3 separate regions of the Mus musculus genome follow, and regions 1 and 2 are each linked to region 3. The links are chromatin contacts, called in public promoter capture Hi-C maps. All regions are on one chromosome and are shown on one strand. Each heading gives the region's core, a stretch centred on a gene start, on an enhancer-like site or on the middle of the called end of the contact. The rest is flanking DNA. Distances are from core to core; before and after follow the strand shown. Region 1 holds the start of Bcl2a1d (B cell leukemia/lymphoma 2 related protein A1d). Region 2 holds the start of Nt5e (5' nucleotidase, ecto). Region 3 holds the start of Zfp949 (zinc finger protein 949).

What was found. Capture Hi-C pulls out chosen DNA fragments and counts their contacts.
Region 1: a promoter capture Hi-C map of liver shows a contact between it and region 3. The contact joins the promoter of Bcl2a1d here to the promoter of Zfp949 in region 3. A contact is called at or near these places in 1 of 39 promoter capture datasets (liver), 3 of 484 Hi-C or Micro-C datasets (B cells, bone marrow-derived macrophages and uterus), 4 of 115 datasets of contacts at active chromatin or transcription factors (the 230-238 cell line, CD8 T cells, bone marrow-derived macrophages and 1 more) and 3 of 9 other capture datasets (adipose tissue, liver and pancreatic islet).
Region 2: a contact with region 3 is called in a promoter capture Hi-C map of liver. The contact joins the promoter of Nt5e here to the promoter of Zfp949 in region 3. A contact is called at or near these places in 6 of 39 promoter capture datasets (cranial neural crest, hippocampal neurons, liver and 2 more), 1 of 15 datasets of contacts at CTCF or cohesin (large pre-B cells), 6 of 484 Hi-C or Micro-C datasets (Sertoli cells, cardiomyocytes, embryonic stem cells and 2 more), 5 of 115 datasets of contacts at active chromatin or transcription factors (effector CD8 T cells, embryonic stem cells, pancreatic cancer cells and 1 more) and 3 of 9 other capture datasets (adipose tissue, embryonic stem cells and liver).

The regions. Positions count from the first base shown.
Region 1 is chr9:88,730,489-88,734,617 of GRCm38.p6, reverse strand. Bcl2a1d (B cell leukemia/lymphoma 2 related protein A1d) reads left to right here and starts at 2,768. Exons shown (of 2, transcript NM_007536.2): 1 at 2,768-3,318. The coding sequence starts at 2,899. It also overlaps a transcript of Gm10634 not described here.
Region 2 is chr9:88,325,083-88,328,929 of GRCm38.p6, reverse strand. It overlaps Nt5e (5' nucleotidase, ecto), which reads right to left and starts at 1,321. Exons shown (of 9, transcript NM_011851.4): 1 at 900-1,321. The coding sequence starts at 1,244. It overlaps Gm51281 (predicted gene, 51281), which reads left to right and starts at 3,128; the gene lies at 3,128-3,187.
Region 3 is chr9:88,546,194-88,549,943 of GRCm38.p6, reverse strand. Zfp949 (zinc finger protein 949) reads right to left here and starts at 1,924. Exons shown (of 6, transcript NM_001142943.1): 1 at 1,436-1,924.

The sequences.
Region 1 (4,129 bases), core at 1,519-4,018, 180 kb before region 3:
CAGCAAATCCTTGGACTATAGTGTAGAATGTATAATAACTACAATTTCTTTCTGGACTGAAAAAAATTTGGAAGTTTTTTTTGTTGATATTGGTGTTGGTGGTCGGTCGGTCTATCTATCTATCTATCTATCTATCTATCTATCTATCTATCTATCTAGTATACAACATAGTTATGGTACATTGTTCTTTAGTGTGCAATTATAAAGTGATATAATAAACATGATTTTCAGTTCCCACATATTATGGTGGACCTGCTCAGAGTGTATTGATAAGAGATTCTATTTTATACAAAATTCTACATATCAATTTATCCAGAAATGAAGATTCATGGCCACTGCCTGCAGTCATAGTGGGGGATATTTTCCATGTCTTCAGACACATTTTCTGATCAGCTTCTTGCTTCTTGTCCACATTGCCCTCTGGGTACTATTCTGTCCCAGACCTTTTGTGCTTTATTGATATATAATTTTTTCAATGGTATGTATGTGGTATTTTTCTTTTTCTCTTTCATCTATCTTTAAAATAGAATTATTTGTAAACTCTCCAAAATAAACAAAGTAAGGCCAAGGTATTTTTTTAATTAAAGGTAGCTCCTTCTTGGACAAATATTTCAGAAATATAAAATCAAGATATAGTTGGACCTAGTTTTCACTTTAGTGTATTTCAACTATTCAACAAAGACCAGCTATTTGCCTCTCCTGGGTCCAGACTTAAGGCAATAGGTGGAGCGTGAAGAAGATATGGAAAAGGCACCCCTGACCACAGAAGACTATTGAAATTCTTAAGCCACATTCTTTGATTACTTTGTCAGTAACTCTGAGCATCACAGGACTGTGAGATGGGGAAAACCATCTTCCTATCATTGTGGTGGCTCCTAGGATGCTCAAATACCATTAGAGGCCAGAAAGGAGTTCTGGCCTTGTGATCTTTGAGCTAACAGAAATAGTCATAGAGGACTTTTGCACGGTAAGATATTAGAGAACTGCGGTGGCTCTAGAACCATGAGCTGTCTGTTCTGTATGGATACTCCAAAAAGAAAATTCTGTGTTAAGTAGATATGAGAAGAAGAGCCAAGGGGAGGGCAGGAGGGAGGGAGCCAGAAGAAACTGGCAAGCTGCAAGAGAGTAACTCAGGACAGACCCTTGTGAGGAAGAGAAGTAGGGTGTAGTGGGGTTGGAGAGTACTCAAAAAGCAGGTTAATATAATCTACATGTTGCATAAAGTTGTATAACCGGTTTCTTTCTGAGGACATTGGCTTGTATGGAGTGTGGCTTCAGAGTCCTGCCTTGCTATCACTGAATGGAAACAGGCAGTGGGGCCTGTGGCCTCTAATGCAGTTGGTGGTAGGTTTAAGACAGGTCAGCTAGCTTTGAATCAATGACTGTTGTGTGTTTCCACATCTACCACAAGTTTCTATTTCCCTGCACTCTGAGCAGCCTCTCTCCCTCCCTTCTCATCTTTATAGTAATGGTTCATAAATACAAGTTGTAAATGAATTTCTCTTCTGTGTTTGCCGTTGCTCATAAGATGCTGATGCAAAGAATCGAAGTCGTTGCATGTATGAAGGAGGAAAACGGGAGGAGGAAACAGTTGATATTTCTTTTTTTTTTTTTCCAGGTGGACATATCAATATTTATTGATTTTTTTTTCAGTTGATATTTCTAAGGATGTGAATTGTTTCTATTTCTCCACCACTGACTCTTCAGGCAAGCATAGCTCCTCATCTCCATGCATTCAGCAGCTGCTTTCACTGCTACATACTTAGGTGAGGGGACTTAAGATGCAATTCAAAGTTTCAATGTTGCCTTAACCACTGATTCACAATCTCCACTAAGCTCTCAGAGTTGCTTATCAAAGCTCAACAAAATGATATATTTTCTCTTAACTTCAAATTGTGGACTCTGGAAGTTCTGTACTCACTAGGTCCGGGGGTAAGTGAGAAGTCAAATCCTCATTCATTCATGACAGAATGAAGAGAGCATCATGAAGCACCTACATCTCACAGACACAGTAGCAGGAGCAGTATTTAGGTCATCTCCTTTAGCTTCACCCCACGCCTCTAAAGTCAGTCTCGATGGCTTCCTTTTTCAAGTTCAAGCCAAAGCCACAATAAACAGGAAGAAGGATTTGTCTACAACTGCAACAAGGCACTATGACTCTTATGTCAGTACTCCTAATTTCTCCCATGATTTCTAACCCAGATAATGGATAATGTATGTGATATAAGAAAATGTTTTAAGGACTAGAGAGGTGAGTGACTCAGGAATTAAGAACACTTGCTGCTGTTTCAGGGGATCCCAGGTTTCGTCTCAGCGCTTATACCAGGCTGCCTCTTACTCATGTTCTAAGGGATCTGACACCCTCTTCTCGGTTCTGTGGGTTTCCAGGCACGTGATACATATACATACTCTCAGGCAAGTCCAAAGAAAAAAGTAAACGAATACTTAAAATGAAATATGTACTGAGTTTATAGCCGGATCGTTTTCTATCAGAAATTCTAAATTGACGAAAAGAGCTAACTTTGTCTCCTCTCAACCTGGTCTATATACCTCTCAAGTGTACTACTGCCAGAGTGACTTTGAAGAGCCTCTAGTTCCCACCTACTTAGAGGGATCTTGTTTCTCCACATCCTCTCATTTTTGACTTTTAAACTGAATCAGAAGAGGAAGTGGTGTGTTGCTCTGAAACATTTTCCTCCTTCAGAGTCTGAACTTTGGCTTTCACAGACCGCCCACGCACATAAGTGACGAGAAGGAAGGACGCTGTGACATGATGCAAACAGAAATTCCAACAGCCTCCAGATATGATTAGGGTTCCTCCCCTGACAAGACCTATCTTTGCAGTCTTTGCCTCCTTGGCCTCTAGGTGGGCAGCAGCAGTCAGCTCTGCCAGGGAAGATGTCTGAGTACGAGTTCATGTATATCCACTCCCTGGCTGAGCACTACCTTCAGTATGTGCTACAGGTACCCGCCTTTGAGTCGGCTCCAAGCCAAGCATGCAGAGTGCTACAAAGAGTTGCTTTCTCCGTTCAGAAGGAAGTTGAAAAGAATCTGAAGTCATACTTGGATGACTTTCACGTGGAATCCATAGATACCGCCAGAATAATATTCAACCAAGTGATGGAAAAAGAGTTTGAAGATGGCATCATTAACTGGGGAAGGATTGTGACTATATTTGCCTTTGGGGGTGTTCTCCTCAAAAAACTTCCACAAGAGCAGATTGCCCTGGATGTAGGTGCTTACAAACAAGTTTCCAGTTTTGTGGCAGAATTCATAATGAATAACACAGGAGAATGGATACGGCGGAATGGAGGTTGGGTATGTGTGATGACTATATATATATATTTTTTTTTCTAGTGAAGAATAGGAATGAAGAGTTTCCTTACTAATTAAAACAAACAAGAAAGTAACAATCAAAGGACTTCAGTCTGTTTGTATGCCTTGTTTTTAGATACTCTGAGTTAAAATTAAACAAAACAAAAATCCCCTGGGTCCTTTCCAATGGCCTCTACTTGAAATGTTTTTTTAAGGCTTTTTAAAATAAGATTTATACATTTGTTTTATGTATGTGAGTACACTGTCACTGTCTTCAGACACATCTGAAGAGGGTATGAGATTCCATTACAGATGATTGTGAACCACCATGTGGTTGCTGGGATTTGAACTCAGGACCTCTGAAAGAGCAGTCTGTGCTCTAAACTGCTGAGCCATCTCTCCAGCCCACTCCCCACCCCCGTCTTTTTATAGTTGGAGAACATTTGTGTTTCCAGCTTTAATTCTAGCTGTGAGGTCTGGGCTTGAGATCAGCACCATATTTTTTAAAACAATATCTTCAATATCAGAAGTGCAGATCCCCAAGTGCCTGCCTCTTGCTAGGGTTTCTCATGACAATCTAGAACTAGTACAGAAAGAGCTGGTATTAAATACTGTCATATGTACTTCACTGTGTTGTAATAGTCAACTATGTGTATGCTTTTATACATACATTACTTACACACTATTTTCCATTTTCTTAGCACACTATCATGTGTAGCTAACCAGACTCCCCTACAAAGTCACTAGGGGTCAAATCTAGAGCCTAATGTGGTCTGAACATATGCTTTATCAGTGTACTGTATCCTTAGCCTCA
Region 2 (3,847 bases), core at 72-2,571, 220 kb after region 3:
CCTCTCTTTTGTAACCAAGGATGACTCTGAACTTTGGATCTTTCAACCTTTACCAGGATTGCCCTGCAAGCCTAGTTTGGGCGATGCCAGGGATCAAATCCAGGGCCTTTGGAATTCTAAGAAAGTACTCTAACAATGGAGCTGCATCCCCAGCCCCCTTATCTCTCCAGTTAGGCTCTTTCGGAATCTCTACAGCCAATCGGTTTTTATTGAGCCCCTGAAATCCCAGCTTTTCCGCGTTTGGGTTCTCTCTGACTTTTTTTTTTTTAACTTGCTCTTTTGAGGCAGTGCCTGGGAGCAACAAGAACTAACAGTTACAGAGATTATATTATTATATTATGTGCACAACAGTGCTTTGAGGTCAACATTCTTCTTCGCATTTCATAGCAGATTTGGCCACCGAGGTCTAATAAATAACTAGTATAAGGTCACAGAAAAGTAACTGACCTGTAAATCGACCTAAGGAGGTGAGCTCATTGTGCTCGGACTTCAGAGCCAATCGGATGTGTTTTCCTCCTTGGGGGCTGGTGACCTGAATAATTTTTGACCCGATTTCCTTTCAGTAAAGTAAGGATGAAGAATTGTTTGGAAGACAGAGCAGATGGGAGAGGTGGAGGAGACTGGGATGGGTCTCCAGCCCTTGATAATTTTCAGTGCTCGAGCTGAAGCACCTGTAGGCAGTAGGGTCCCTCTTCTAATTGTCTCAGTTCGCTACGGGACCCCAATAACATCAGTTTAAGAAAATAATCTAAGAGACGCCCTCACTTAGTGAATGAATCCTTAGGTGGCCTGGGTCGAGTTCCACCTGTACATCTCTGAGCACTATCAGACCACTAGCGAGTTCTCCAGCCTTTCTCTCTCTGGGTCTGGGACTCCTACCCCGGGAACTTTCTCCTTACCATAGCATCGTAGCCCAGGATGTTCATGAAGTGTGCCACTTCAAGGCCTTTGTAAACGGTGAACCAGATGGTGCCCTGGTACTGGTCTCCGGCATCCAAAAACAGCACGTTGGGTTCTTCCTTGCGGATCTGCTGCACCTTGGTAAAGAGCCGGGCCACGCCGCCCACACACAGGCTGGCGTTGAGGCACTTGGTGGAGTCATCGCTGGTCTGCTCTAGCCGGCTGTGCACGTCGTTTGTGTGCAGGATCGTGAGCTCCCAGGCACTGGCTGCGGGCCACTGTGGTAGTAGAGCGCTCAGTGCGAGAAGCAGCCACTTGGGTACCTTAGCGGCCGCGGGACGCATGGCTGGCTAGAGCGCGTTGAGCGGGTGGACTGGCCCTGAGCCCAGTGAGCACCGGCCACCGGGGCCTCTACTAAACTGCGGAGTAGAGGAGGGCGGGGCGGGGACAGACCCGCCTCTTCCAGCCCCAGGCCCTCCCGCTTGCAGACACACTCCCCGAGTCACCCGATGCGACCCTGGCACCCGAGGCACCCGGGAGCCTCTGGCCCAGCACACGCAGCCCGCAGGGAACAGAGAGGAGGTTGTTCGCCTGGTGAGCGAGCAGGTCCGAGAGGCTGGGTGCCGCAGTCCCCGGGCGGGCGGCGGTGACAACTGCAGGGGCAGCGTTCCGGATCCTCACTCTCTATTACACCGATTTCTCCAGAAGAGTGTACAGCGGCTTGTGTTGCTCGGTGGCTCGGTCGCCGAAAAAGAAGGGGCTGGGGCGGGGGGGGTGGGGGGGGGAAGGAAAGGAAGACAAACGTGGGAGTGAGAGGGGTCCAGAGCCCGCCTGAGAGGTGCGCTGGAAGGTTGCTTCGGTGGGACCGGGACACACCGGCCGAGACGCTACTTAGGTTTGAGGACGCAACCGCTCCACGTATTCGAGCTGGAATCTCAGGAGCAAAGCAATCTTTGGGACCCTCAGCGGTGGCATAGGGCCAGCTCTGAAAGCTAAGGCGGATCCTAGCGGGTAAACCTGACAGCTACTCTGGGGCGCTCCTCCCTTACCTTTTGTGGTGTGTGTGTGTTTGTGTGTGTGTGTGTTTGTGTGTGTGTGTGTGTGTGTGTGTGTTTGTGTAAAGCTTTTAGCAGTAATAGTGGGGATCCATATTTGTTATGAACAAATCATTAAATATAAATCGCCACAGCACAAATTCCCTGTCTAATGGATTAACCCCTGTGTTTGAATGAAGTATAGTCAACACGCTAGTAGTTCTGAGAAAGGAAAGAGTATTGGTGAGGTTCCCGTGTGTTCTGGTCATTATAGAAGTTATCTAATGCCCACACAATTCCAGAATGCACCAGGTCTGCATTGTTACACACACACACACACACACACACACACACACACACACACTACATTGGGGCATACCTGTAATCCTAGCACTCAGGAGACTGAGTTGAGAGTTGAAAGTATGGGGTACATAGTGAGGCCCTATCTCACCCACAACCAAGTTGCTTTTCAATTGCAATAAAATATACATCATATATACAGGATGTGCATTACCGCGTACTGTCCTAAGTTTACAGATATTTGCCATCATTCATTTCCCAGAACATTTTTATCTTTCCAAGATTGCATTGTAAACTCATTAAACAGTGACTCCCACACAACACGGTGGCAATCACCTATAATTACAGTTCTTGGGAGTCCCGGCAGGAAAACAGTCTGGTCATGTAGTGAGTTAGTGAAGCCTGCCTCAACAACAGCAGCAGCAACAACAACAACACAAACAAACTAAACTACCAACTAACCAAAACCACCTCTCCATTTCCTTCCTTTCCAGCCTCTGGCAGTCAACATTGCATTACCAGTTTGTATAGATTTGATCATTCTAAGGACCTCATAGTTGTTCTTTTCTGACGGAATTTGTTTTACTTGGTGCAATGCCTTCAAGACTCAGTGTGTCAGCATTTCCTTTCTTTCAAAAGCCAACACTTCACACTAGGTGTGTATTTGAATGCTCACATTCATAGCAGCTTATTCATAAGGTATGAAACCAGAATCAGACCAGGGTTCACGGCTGATGAAATAGTTTAGTTGGGAGGTGAAGTAAGGACCTGCTATGTTGCTTGTTCTCACATGCAACGAAAAGTCTCTGTACATCTTCACCAACTCTATTTTTTTTTTGTCTTAAATGATAGTCACCTTATGGCACATGTGATATCTCACTGTAGTTTCTATGTGTGTTTCCCAGTTGGTTTGAAAGATGGTCAGCATGTCAAACCAACTGGGAAACACAAATAGAAACTTATGGACCATTTGTGTCCTTTCTTGTAGACATTTCCTTTAAATTTTTTTTTATTAGTTTGGTGGTGATGGCACATACCTTTAATCCCAGTGCTTGTGAGGCAAAGGCAAGCAAATCTCTGAGTTTGAGGGTAGCCTGGTCTACAGAATGAGTAACAGGATAGCCAGGGCTACACAGAGAAACCCTGTCTCAAAAAAGGGAGGGGGGGAAAGCCCCAATTGAAAAAAATGCATTTATTTATTAATTTCGCTCGTGTGTATGTGTGCAGTGTGCACATATAACACATGTGTAAAGATCAGAAGACAATTTTCAGGGCAGATTTTTCTCACAATGTAAGTTCTAGCGATGACACTCAGGTCACGAGGCTTGTAAGTACCTTGACCCATGAAGCCATTTTGTTGTCCTTCTGTCCCTGTCATTTGCATCTGCTTTAATTGAACTGTAGAAATCTTTTTCTTCTTCTTTGACAAGGTTACGTGCAGTTCAAGATGCCCTCCAGCTCATTGTACTGTCATCTATGGCCTGGAGCTCTTTCCTCTTGTGTCTGTCTTTCTAGTGTTGGGGTTAAAAGCATGTGTCACTGTGCAGTTCACACAGTAGTGGGGATTGAACCCTGGGCTTCCTGTATGCCAGACAATCACTCTACCAACCGAG
Region 3 (3,750 bases), core at 675-3,174:
GAGTGGGTAGGGTTGGGAGAAGAGGAGGGAGAGGAATCTACCACTGGGGTGTAATATATGAGAATAAATTAAAACTTAAGGAAAAAAAAAAAAAAACCTCCGTCTAACGGAACAATTATATCCTGTCTCTGCCCTCCCCCACAGCTCATTAGCCTATTGAGCCATGTGGCACACTGGTGCTTCCCAGCCTGTTTCTCTATTGCAGTATACTCAATACAGTGTTCTAGTCTAAAGGGCAAATGCATTCACTCATAGCCCAGCAGACCTTCCCTGTGCTGGCCACCAACATGGAGTGAGCACTAAGGTAAACCTGATAGTCCAGACTGGCTCCTGTCCTGTTCTGAAAGGTTAGCATATGATGATGTATCGGTAGGTAACTTGCAATAATGCAATCTCTACCATGAAAATGTAGGCAGACCCAGTTGATCCCAGTACGGGGATCGTCAAAGGAGCCTGTATCACAGGGGCCTGCCGTTCTATGGAGTTCAGTGAAGCAGTCAAAGGCTTGGACCAGGTGTAAATTCCCTACCAGGACCCAGGGCCTCCTGGTCTGTTATTAATGGTCTTCCTCCTCACTAGGGGGATGGGATTGCTACAGTTGCACACCCTCTTCAGAACATGAAACCTCCCCACTTTGTTCCCAGGAAAATGTTCCTATAACAATACTAGAATCTTCTGAGATAACCTCTTATCTCTGGTACTAGACATTTTCAGAAACTAAACAAAGCCTCAGACAGTGTTTCTCAACCTTCCTAATGCTGCAACTCTTTACTACAGTTCCTCATGCTGTGGTGACCCTCAGCCATAACATTATTTTTAATGATTATTAGATTATTAGTAATTTTGCTCAATGTTATGAATCCTAATGTAAACTTCTGATATGCAGGATATCTATGTGATAGTCAACCCCTGTGAAAGGGCCGTTTGACACTACCCACCCACCCCCAACCCTTTCAGGTTGAGAATCCACATGTGGAGAACCACTGTTCTAAGAGCTCAAACCTCAAGTGCCAAAAACATCACTTCATAAAGACAGGAAAACTGACGAATACAATTGCCAATACACATAAGGGTACAGTCACTACGGGAGAATTTCTCTAGGAATTTCAGGCCAATTCATTGGGATAAAAACCACCCTCTTTCTTACAGATGTGTGGGTCACAGACCTCCCCCTTCCGGCTCCAGCACCGTGGTATCAACTTACAATTTTCCCAGGCTCGCAGTTTGGGATTTCTGGGTCGTGTGAAAATTCCCAGTTTTGTAATCCGGTCTCAGATTAACGATCTTTCTCCACCCCAACTCTCCCAAAAAATGGATGCCAAGCAGGTAGCAAGATTCTTTACTGGAATGTGAGCTCACACAGGAGGCTTCCCGGCCCTGACAATCCACAGACATGAACCGCCCTCACCCCCAAGTCGCCATCTTGGGCTCTCACCTCCTTGGCAGAGCGTCCGTGTTGGCCCTTTTGGACTGATGGAATCACAGATCCAAATACTCCTAGCGCAGTCTTCGGATAAAGCAACCATTAAAGCCCTGTTCAGGCCGACTGTTCCGACTGGGAACGATGGGTCTCACAGTCACCTTCCCCTGAGCCGCTGCGGTCCGCCCTCGAACTGCGACTCAGTCCCTCCTCCAAGACCCACCTATGTTTCTGTTTCCACTGAAGTAGAAGGCACGGGTCCCGCTTCCCGAAGGTTCCGAGACCACTCTCCTCTTTTCGTCTTTCCCACCCGCCTTCAGAAACCCTGCAAGAAACGCACAGCCTGAGCAAAGGCGTCAGCACAGAGCCTGGATGCGACTTTCTATGCGGTAGCTGCCAAGAGAGCGCAGGACACAGAGATGCCTACCAGCCAAATGTCAGAGCTGTTTACCTGCTCCTGTGTGGGAGGGCCTTGTATGTTAGGGACTACATTACCCATGAGCCTCTGGGAAACTATGGTAAGTATAGAAGGACATTTTTCCACCGGGTCCACTATCGAATTACCAAGATTCAGATCAAGTACCTATCTGATAATCGCGATATGAAATTCCTTCACCTTTCTCTCATGTGAACCCCAAGTATCCCAAAGTAGTATAGAACCTGAGAAGGAAGCTTCAGTGTGTTCATCCTAGAATCAGACCAAATATCTCTGTGGGAGACGTGGAGCCTTAGAAAATCGGTGTGATATCTTTTGTAGGGTAGTCACCAGAGAAGACTACTAAACATGGGTTTAAGCCAATAAAAAGTCTTATTATCCAGACTGCAACTACCCTTGATGTTCAGGAGATCAGAGAAGCCCCACAAAATCCATGTCCCAGATTGATATATTTCAGTTCAGAACAATTAGCCAGACGCAGAACTTCAGAAGCCAGAAGGCAAGGTTAGTACATTTAGAGACTTTCCCGTAACTATGGACTTTGATGGATTAGGTTTTTGTTATAGTTTTGGCAGATGGCGCTGTCTACATGCTGAGTTTTACAGCCTGAATAGTATTTTTGTCCAGGAGTCAGCTATGCTAAGGTCTCAGAGCCTACTAAGGTCTGGGGCTCTCTTCTGGCTGTACAGAGCACTGCAGGAAGCTGAACGCTTCGTGTTTCTTAAATCCTATGAACCATTTACATCACTAGTGTATCGTCAAATTGAGCATTCTGGTACAGCACACAGTAATTTTCAAGTTCATTTTGAAATCGAACCAACATGTTGGACTTCCATTGTAATAGGAAGAAACCACAAACTATATGAATTGACAAGAGACAAAAGTTATGTTGTGTGTTGCCAATAATGCTTAGAAATAATTTGAATTTGAAATGAAAAAAATCACTTACTAAAATTGAAATGTGTTTTGTTTTGTTTTTTTGAGTCGGGATTTCTCTGTGTAGTCCTGGCTGTCCTGGAACTCACTCTGTAGACCAGGCTGGCCTCAAACTCAGAAATCCGCCTGCCTCTGCCTCTCGAGTGCTGGGATTAAAGGCGTGCGCCCCCACTGCCTGGCGAGATAATTTTTTTAAATCTTCAAAAATGAACAAATTCAAACTGAATGTGGTGGCGCATGCCTTTAATCCCAGCACTCCAGAGTCAGGAAAAAAAAAAAAGCGTTTGAGGCCAGCCTGGTCAACAGAATAGTGAATTCCAGGACAGCCAGAACGACACAGTAAAATCTGTCTCAAAAAAAAAAGGGGGGGGGGGGGGGAGACATACTCAGGAGTCAAACAAAATCTAAATAAATTTAAACAATCCCTGCCCAGAGTTGATACATTACACATTATTAAGATGAATTTTTCAACATAAACTAAATATCACTATAATCTCAATAAAGTTCCGTGAAAATGTTTCTATTTGTAGAGTGAAAGACATAAAGGCTTCAAACCTACAGGAATCTGCTTGTCTTCTACATTCCAAGTGCTGAGATTAAAGGTATGCACCACCAGGCCTGGCTCTGAATAACTTACTCCTAACAAATAAAATAATGAAGTGTCATTTGGAGGACTGTCTTATACAGAAACTGTACCTGTAGCCTCTATTTGTGCATTCTTTCTTCCTCTTTATCATTTGGCCTGAAGGAAGCCAAATGCCATTTTGCAGATTGGGCTGTAGAGGGCGCCATGGGAATAGTCTTGGAAACTAAGATCCGGCTCAAGTGGAGCTTGAGATGACTGTAGCCCTGAATATGGTGTTAATAAAATGGTAATTAAGTTTTATTTTTATCTTTTTGCCTGAGACAGGGTTTCTCTATATAGCCCTGGATATCCTAGAACTCATTGCATGTATCA